Regions from separate parts of the Mus musculus genome. Here all the other regions are linked to region 1. Evidence: chromatin contacts called from public HiChIP or PLAC-seq and Micro-C data. All regions are on one chromosome and are shown on one strand. Each heading gives the region's core, a stretch centred on a gene start, on an enhancer-like site or on the middle of the called end of the contact. The rest is flanking DNA. Distances are from core to core; before and after follow the strand shown. Region 1 holds the start of Nsf (N-ethylmaleimide sensitive fusion protein). Region 2 has its middle 13 kb from the start of Mapt. Region 3 overlaps Mapt (microtubule-associated protein tau).

Region 1 (2,700 bases), core at 100-2,599:
GCATGAATTTTAGGGATGCATTTCAGTCCGACTGTGGTGGGCCCAGGAGGTAGCAGGTGGTAGGCAAATGAGAGTCAACACACACAGAAAATCACCAGACTTTGCCACTGGGGGAAAAAAAATGGTTAGAGGAAAAGTCTGTGGGGGCAGAGGGAGGGTTTAAGAGACCAGTGCATTCCAGAAGGGCTGATGATTCAGGAGAGGGGCTCCTGAGGAGGCAAAAACAGACCCTGAAATAGTTAAAAGGGTCAGCTTGAGATAAAAGGGGGATTATGAAAAAAGGAAGAGAAAAAGATGGAGCTAGTCTGATGACCTCTACCGTCTCTTTGGGACTTTAGAATCTCATGACCTACAATTCTCTTTAGACAGGACATTTACATATATGCATACATGTATGCAAACTTATTCAAATATTCAGGTGTAAGTGAATCAGTCAAGCACAACGTTAGTCTGTAATGACGCAGTTAATGTCCCCAGGTTTCGAACAGGGCAATCTCTGGGCAGGATCCATCCATCAGCGATATTAGCTCTGATGCCTACTGCAATAACAGCAGTGACCTGGCCCCATCTCTCCTCGCCAACCCCAATCCTACCCCGCCGTCCTACGAGCTTAATGGGGAAGTAAAATGTAAATCCCTGAGACTACAACACAGCCTGCTGCATTCGAATCGACTGTCATTTAGAAAAACAAAACGTGACACCCCAAGTCCATCTGCACGAAAGACATTGCTGCTTCACAGCTGATATGTTTCTCCCCAGGAGATGGTCTAAGGTTAGCCGTAAAAGTAATTTGCAGACCTCCCCTCCTCTTTTCATAACATTCATTTAGGAAGAACTAGAAATGGGTTCCCACACCCTCGCCCTGACTGCAGCAGACTACACCCCGCGGTTATCCGGCAGTGCCACCTCAGAAACCCTCGGAGGAGTGTGGAGGGCACACAGCGCTCGTCAGAGGGGGGCTCCAGTGGCCACTACCCTCAAGATGCTTGAAGGACGAGAGAAACGAGCCCCAGGGGATGACAAGGGAAGCACTGGAGACCCGGGGGACGAAGAGACAACCCTCGGGGAGGACAGAGTTTCTGAGCAGAGCTAATCCCCTGCCGCAGCTACACTGTCTCGCCTCCAGCGTTGCTCTGACCTCCCTTCCTTCAGCGTTCCTGGGTGCTCAGCCTCGCGCCCCTTCCCCGGAGCCCTCGTGGACCTCGCAGCAGTCGCGACCTCGGGCGATCCGCTGCGAGCCCGGGCTGCCCGGCCGCCACTCACCCGGCCCGCCATCTTCGCGGACACGTCCGGCTCCCAGGTTGCAGCTCCGCACTCTGCTGAGCCCGCCTCCGCCGCGCGCGTGCTCGCCGGCAGCCGGCCCTCGCGCAGGCGCGCAGCCGCCGGGAGGCCGCGCCCGCGCCCGGCCGCGTCCCCGACGCCCTTCCCCATCCCGTGCGAGCGCGCAGTCCGAGCACCGCCATTTTGGCTGAAGACAAGCTGGCCGCCTCACTGCTACCCGGTTTTCACAAAGCTGGCCACGTGGCCTTTTAATGGACTTTTAGCTTTCTGCTTCCAGACCTCTTAAAACAGAATGCGCCGAGAAAACCCCGCGTGGTTGCTGGCCTTTCCCCCAAAGGGGACTGTGGAGGGGGCGCGCAATAGCTAAAAGCTGGTTCTGAATTCGGATTCTATTCGAATCCGAGCTTTTCTTTGCAGGCACACTTGTTTTGAGAGTGAATCATAATTATATATGCGCTAGCTTTATAGTTCGATATTTTCATTTATAAGCACAACTTCTATCTTTTTTAAGGTGTTTGTTTGTTCGTTTGTTTTAACGTGCATTGGTATTCCGCCATCCACCTCTGCATGTTCAAAACTCTATTTTGAGTCCTCAGGAAAAAAAAAAAAACAATGCCACAGAAAAACTAAAATGATTTGGATAAGACAAAATACCAGAAGATAGTTCTATAAGCAGCACAGCAGTAAAAGTCTCACACAGGAAACAAGACAGGTGTACCCTGTCCTGCCAAGGCTGAAAGTGAGACTTTTAGCATGTAGCAGGACTTCAGGGTTAAGGAGGAATGTTTGACATAGCCTCCTCATATCCGTTCCCTTATGTCCTCTTCAGCACTTTTCTCTAAAGTACTCTTGGGTCCCCTTACAAATATATAATGTCATTTAAAATGTATGCAACATGTAAAAATAAGACATGATATCTATGAGAATACATGAGATATTCAATAAGATTACTCCCTAAAAGGAAAAGTAAAGTTGGAGGAACCCTCTTAGAGGAAAGTCTCTGGGATGGAATGGGTACCTCTTCCTGGGAGCAAACCTGAAGACCTTGAAATACTCTAAAAGGGAGATACTAGGGGTAGGGGGTGCAGCCTAATCAGTCCTGAGAAGCACTCAGCAGGCCCAGGGAACAGCAAACAAAAGGGTGTACACACCGACAGGGATAAAAGGGAGCTACAGGGGTATTTCCTATGCTAGGGTGGTCAAGATAGGGACCAGTTTTTAGTAACTGGTAAGTCAGTAAGTCAGAACCATTCACACTATCAATATCTTCACTGTAATGAGTGTCTCTAAGAAAGGACTCAGAACTAAGCAAAAATTATATTTGCTCAAGAGTTACCTCTCTTTCCAAGAATTCTGTACAGGATCTACGTTCTTATATCATCTTAGCATTGAAATTCTACTCAAGTTTTGCATCTGAAA
Region 2 (2,700 bases), core at 107-2,606, 260 kb after region 1:
CTCCCCTAGCCCTCACCTCTGATGGATGCTAATTCTTTATATAGCCCAGACTAGCCTTGAATTTGCCATTCTCCTACTTCTACTTCCCAAGTGCCTGGGGTTACAGGCATGTGCCACTATGTTCAGCTGAGGTCACCCTGCCCGTGTCTAACCGTATCCAGTTGAAACCCTCCCAACTCAGCTAATTTTAGATTTTTAGACGAATAAAGGTTCAGAGTCATTGCGCTGAGCAGCTAGAGGGCCGAATCCCTGCTGTATTCACTGAACTGTAGAGACAGGACCATGTTTACTGGAGGATGATAGATGTGTATCTGCTTCTCTAAGAGGAAATCCCCCAAATGCTATATAACTACAGTAGCGGTTGTTCTTGAGAAAGGAGGTGCCACCGTGGTGCAGACCTATAGAGCTAGAATTTGTAAGGAGGAGGCAGGAAAGTCAGGAGTTCAAGGGCATCCTTGCCCACTTGGTAAATTCCAGGCTAGCCTGGGATACCTGAGAGCCTGTCTAGAAAAGCAGAAAAAAAAATCGTTTTACCTCGATAGAGAATAGCTTGTAAAATAATGCAAATGACAGCCTTCAGACCCCGGAGACTTGCAGACTCTTAGGTGTTGATACATTTTAGAATTCTAATGACTTCTTCCAAGGAGAGGGAACTTGGCAAGTGCAAGTGCTAAAGATGATTTCTGCTCGTCTTAAGTAAGTTCTGAATTTCGGGACTTTCCCAGGGGCAGAGATACTCATCGAGGTAAAGCCACGTAGGTCGGTAGGGTGACCCATTCACCCAGGATCACCCTCAACTCCTGGATGGAAACTACAGTGCTGTAAGCAGCGTCCTCATCTGCAGTCTCTGACATGTGGAGACCGGCATCAGTGGGACACTTAAGGAAAAGGGGAATGATTCCAGAAATGTCACAGTGGCCAGAGACCTTCAGTCATCCCATGACCAGTGAGAAGTAAACAAACAAACAAACAAACAAAACAACAACAACAACAAGGATCCAAACCCACCTTGCTTAGTGCATTGAGATATTTACTAATAAGCACATGAGTAGGTGACTTTTTTTTCCCCCTTTCCCTTTTAAACAGTTTCCCTTGTGTTTTTTGGTTTCTCAAGATGTTTTTTCTCTTGTAGACCAGGCTGGCCTCCAACTCAGGGATCAACATGTCTCTGCCCCCCGCCCCCCCCCCCGACAGTTGGGAATAAAGGCATGGCATCACTTTTCGATTTACTCGGAAGGAAGAGCTTGGCCCCAGAGAACCTGACCTTTTTGCCTCTTGAGCCAAGGCTGTGTGTATGCCCCAAAGCATCCCCACCCACTGGGATCTCTCCAGCTAGCTTTGAGGGAGGGCTGTCAGGCCTCTTGTCACAGCTCCCACTACCAATTAGGCAGATCAAATACACGGAATGCATGCTAGACTGTCTAAACACTCCCCGAACGTGGGCCTCTGGATGCAAACACCAGAAATAAAGGAATGCAAGTTTTGAAAGCTGTCATCAGTCTCAGAAATAAAGGAATGCAAGTTTTGAAAGCTGTCATCAGTCTCAGAAAAGGTGCCTTTTGAGATGTGTTTCCAGGAAGCATTCGAAGAGAAAGACTGCTTATTCACAGTTAGAATTAGCAAGCGAGATGGCTTCTTTGAAGCTTCTGGGCTCTTCTCCAGGGCTTCCTGGCATTTAGCTGGTCACAAGGCCCTCTGTAATAAAGTCATATAATTGTCATTGTTTATTATAATGGTAGTCACATGTATTGTTATGCTACATTCATTATTAAAATTTTACATTTCAGCCAAGCTTGTCGAAATATAACCACTATCCATGGTTAAATGTAAATTTGGTTAAAAAAAAGTATGCTAGCAAGGGTGTCATGTGGTGTCCAACCATGATTGTGCACAACTGTAATCCCAGCCCTTGGGGGATCAGGGGCAGGAGAATTATGAATTGGAAACCAGCCTTGGCTATTGTGAGATCTGTCTTAGCGAAAACAACAACAAAATGATATCAAGCTTAAAGTGGAGGATGGGATGTTTTTCTGTGTTGTGTGGATGGACTGATGTAGTCATAGGGTCTAGACAAGTGAAAGGGGGAGACTAGAGTGTCTAGTGAGGAGACATCATGACAGAAGCAGAAAGCGGACTGGTGCCATTCTGGCTAGAGGCCATGTGCCTTGAACTCAGGCTGTCCCAAAGCTGGAAAGCCACAGAAGCAGGGTGTCCTCTAGACCTGTCAGGAGGAGGTCCATGTGACCCACTGTAGCTTCTGAAACTATAAAATGAGGCATCTTCTCTATTGTAATTTATTAACGTATCTACCTTCTCAGGCTCAGTTGATGTACCTGTCCTTCAACAGTATCAGCTGGGCAAGGGTGGACCAAGAAGTGTCCAGGCATTGGGCTTGACGGCATATTCCTGCAACCCCAGCACTTGAGAGGCAGGAGACTGAAGAGTTTGAGGTCAGCCTGGGCTCTGTTGGCTTTTCTCAGAACACTGAAGGTTAAGGGTGCAGTACAGGATGACCACAGCTAGCTCCTGGCACACCCTCAACAGCACACACATTAATAAAGAGGAGCCAGGTGTACTCGTAGCTCACCTTGTGACAAAACACCTTAGAGGAGGCAAATGTGAGGGAAGACTTGAGTGAATACAGCTGGAGCTTTTACAGTGTATCCTGGATACTGCTGGAGCGTTTACAATGTATCATGG
Region 3 (2,700 bases), core at 130-2,629, 360 kb after region 1:
TCCTGCTTCAGCCTCCAAAACAAGGGACACTGTGGAAGCACATCACCCCCACCTAACTTTTTCTGCATTTAGCGAATGCTCAAACAGCACAACAGATGCTGTGCTGGACCCTTCATGACCTCCCTGCCTCACCTGTCCTAAAGATTTATTTTTATTTTATACGTATGGATGTTTGCCTGGTCCCCACAGAAGCCAGAAAGGACTTGCAGACAGTTCTGAGCCACCATGTGGGTGCTGGGAATGGATCCTGCATCCTCTGGATGGTCAGTCAGTGCTCTCAACTGCTGAGTGATCTCTCTAACCCCCAGATACCCTTCCCGTAGCAAAATCCTGAGGGCTCTGATCCCTGCATCTTTCTGACGAGGACACAGGCATAGATAGAGAGGGTCACTGGCTCAACTGAGGCTACATTGCAAGTGTTGGGGAAGAGACACAAGACACAGCTAGCTACCCTGTATCCCCGGGGACATGGAGGCTGAGCTAAGCAGCAGGTCCACATCTCCCCGAGCCCGATGGCTTTAGGGGGTCCTGAGAAGTGGGAGACTGGAGCTGAACGCTGACGCTTTGAGGGGGATCAGCTGCAGTGAGCTTATTTGCTATGGGAGCTTCTTGCTGTGGGCTGGGAAGCTTGAGAAAGACCAGTTTTGCAAGCCCAGTGCCTCTGTCATATCTGGTTCTATCAGATCTGGATGGGGGGCCCCCGAAATTTGCATACCATAAGTCCCACCTCTAGCTAAGAACATCAGAGGTCTTCAAACACAAAACAAAACAACCCTTGGGGTGTGGTGGCTCAGTGAACTCTAGGTGTGTGGGACATGCAGAGGGTACCATCCTGGAAGCAAACGGAGGTGAAGGATGCAGGGTGGGAGAAGTCCCCACAGCTTTCCTGGGTGTTTAGAAAGGTACAAGGGGGAGGGCATTCTGGGGTTCAGCAATGCGGGGTGTGGCTTGTGCAGAAAGCTCTGGTCAAGGAGATTCATGCTGTTCTGTGGCCCCAGAGTTGGAGGAGCTCTGGATGTGTGTGAGAAGGGTCAGGAGGACCCCAGCTTGAAGGCTACAGTGGGGGCCCCAGTCACTGTACCACCCCTCAGTTGAGGGAAAGGACACTTCAGGGCTTAGGGAGTGTGGATCACCCCTGGGAAGAGGTATGTCATATATTGGGGCACTGATGAGAATTCAGTTGCTTCCTAAGAAATAGCTGTCATTGTATCAAAGTGACAGAGCAGGAGTGATGCTTCTCTGCAAATAGTCTTCATGGTCTTCTCCCAGAGCCCCCTCTGGATCCTGGCAGTGGGCTCCCAGTCCAGTGGCCTCAGGGACTTTGCAGACGTCGCCCCCACCCCGCGCGCCCCCCACGTGGCCTCAGTCCCTTCCTCTCTCCCGACTTTCCAGGTGAACCACCAAAATCCGGAGAACGAAGCGGCTACAGCAGCCCCGGCTCTCCCGGAACGCCTGGCAGTCGCTCGCGCACCCCATCCCTACCAACACCGCCCACCCGGGAGCCCAAGAAGGTGGCAGTGGTCCGCACTCCCCCTAAGTCACCATCAGCTAGTAAGAGCCGCCTGCAGACTGCCCCTGTGCCCATGCCAGACCTAAAGAATGTCAGGTCGAAGATTGGCTCTACTGAGAACCTGAAGCACCAGCCAGGAGGTGGCAAGGTAAGGGTGTGGCTGGTCTTCTGGGAAGCCAGACTCCCACCTAGCCAGACTTGCTCCCCCCCACCCTGCCCCCACACCCCTCCAACCCCGGAAGCACACGGGCCACCAAGGCACTGGCTCCTCCCTTCCCCTCTTTAGCCTTGCTAATTGGGCAGGTGACAGCCACTTGTCTACAGGGACCCACCTATGGTGACCTATGGATTTTGCTAAGTACCGCCCTTGTTGGGCTTGGCTTTCACCCTTGGTTCTGGGGAAATTCATGGTTTTAATATGAGCAGCTGGTTCTACGGCAGTCATGAAATTTGTAGACCTCTTGTCCCCAGGCTCGTCGAGGCTCCTCCTTCCTCGCTTTCTCCTGAGAGTTGCTCAGGCTACATATACTCAGGGTTCTGGAATCTGCAACAGAGAAGAGATTATGTGGGTGTCAGCAGGCTTAACTCCCCACCCCTGAGTTTCTCCCGAGTCCTCCTCTGTGCACCCCTGGATGTCCCAGTCTCATCTTAGAAGGCACAAGCCCGTGGGATTGGGGTCACCCTACTGACTTCATTTCAACACAACCATAAAGGCCTTATCTCTAGACAGTCCTGTTGTGAAGTTGAAGTATCAACATGTAAATGAGAATACACACAGAATGCCACTTCCCCACCCAGTGCTGGACTGAGGGGAGGCATATGTGGGGCGTGGGGCTGTGAACCATTCCTCAGTCTACCATCTTTGTCTTTGGGCTGGGTGCTTCTCGGACAACACACCTCTGCAGGCAAACGGAGCTCCTCAGAGTGTGGGCCAATGTTTACCCTCCATCTGAGCAGTGGACACTCTTCCTACTGTCGAATTAGGTTGGGGCTTGTCACTAGAGGGAAATTGACTAGAGCTCTGGTGGGCACCTTCCCTGAACACTGTGCTTTGTTGGGGGAGCCCTAGGCCTTCCTATTGGCTCTGCACAGTGGGGTTTGTGCAGCGTCTAGGTTAAAGTGTATAGCTCACAGGGACTTGGTAGCCATCAGCACACAGTACCTGCAAGTCAGAGACCCTGAGGCAGACA

Evidence for each region. Hi-C and Micro-C count contacts between places; a contact is called where the count stands out from the background. HiChIP or PLAC-seq counts read pairs in DNA pulled down with a chosen protein or histone mark.
Region 2: an H3K4me3 HiChIP or PLAC-seq map of forebrain shows a contact between it and region 1, with 4 times the contacts expected there. The contact joins the enhancer-like site here to the promoter of Nsf in region 1. A contact is called at or near these places in 7 of 39 promoter capture datasets (the C10 cell line, cranial neural crest, embryonic stem cells and 3 more), 2 of 484 Hi-C or Micro-C datasets (both in embryonic stem cells), 15 of 115 datasets of contacts at active chromatin or transcription factors (acute myeloid leukemia, craniofacial prominence, embryonic basal ganglia and 8 more) and 3 of 9 other capture datasets (embryonic stem cells, liver and pancreatic islet).
Region 3: a contact with region 1 is called in a Micro-C map of embryonic stem cells, with 3 times the contacts expected there. The contact joins the enhancer-like site here to the promoter of Nsf in region 1. A contact is called at or near these places in 1 of 39 promoter capture datasets (liver), 1 of 484 Hi-C or Micro-C datasets (embryonic stem cells) and 2 of 115 datasets of contacts at active chromatin or transcription factors (both in embryonic stem cells).

What each region holds. Positions count from the first base shown.
Region 1 is chr11:103,952,707-103,955,406 of GRCm38.p6, forward strand. It overlaps Nsf (N-ethylmaleimide sensitive fusion protein), which reads right to left and starts at 1,350. Exons shown (of 21, transcript NM_008740.4): 1 at 1,264-1,350. The coding sequence starts at 1,275.
Region 2 is chr11:104,216,620-104,219,319 of GRCm38.p6, forward strand. No RefSeq gene overlaps it. Among named protein-coding and RNA genes, the nearest start is that of Mapt, 13 kb to the right of the region's middle. Within about 2 kb of position 1,357, at least 7 of the 459 cell types and tissues checked have an H3K27ac peak or open chromatin away from gene starts, as enhancers often do. A contact at or near this core is called in forebrain, where this site is marked.
Region 3 is chr11:104,308,877-104,311,576 of GRCm38.p6, forward strand. It overlaps Mapt (microtubule-associated protein tau), which reads left to right. Exons shown (of 12, transcript NM_001038609.2): 8 at 1,393-1,658. Among named protein-coding and RNA genes, the nearest start is that of Mapt, 79 kb to the left of the region's middle. Within about 2 kb of position 1,380, at least 38 of the 459 cell types and tissues checked have an H3K27ac peak or open chromatin away from gene starts, as enhancers often do. A contact at or near this core is called in embryonic stem cells, where this site is marked.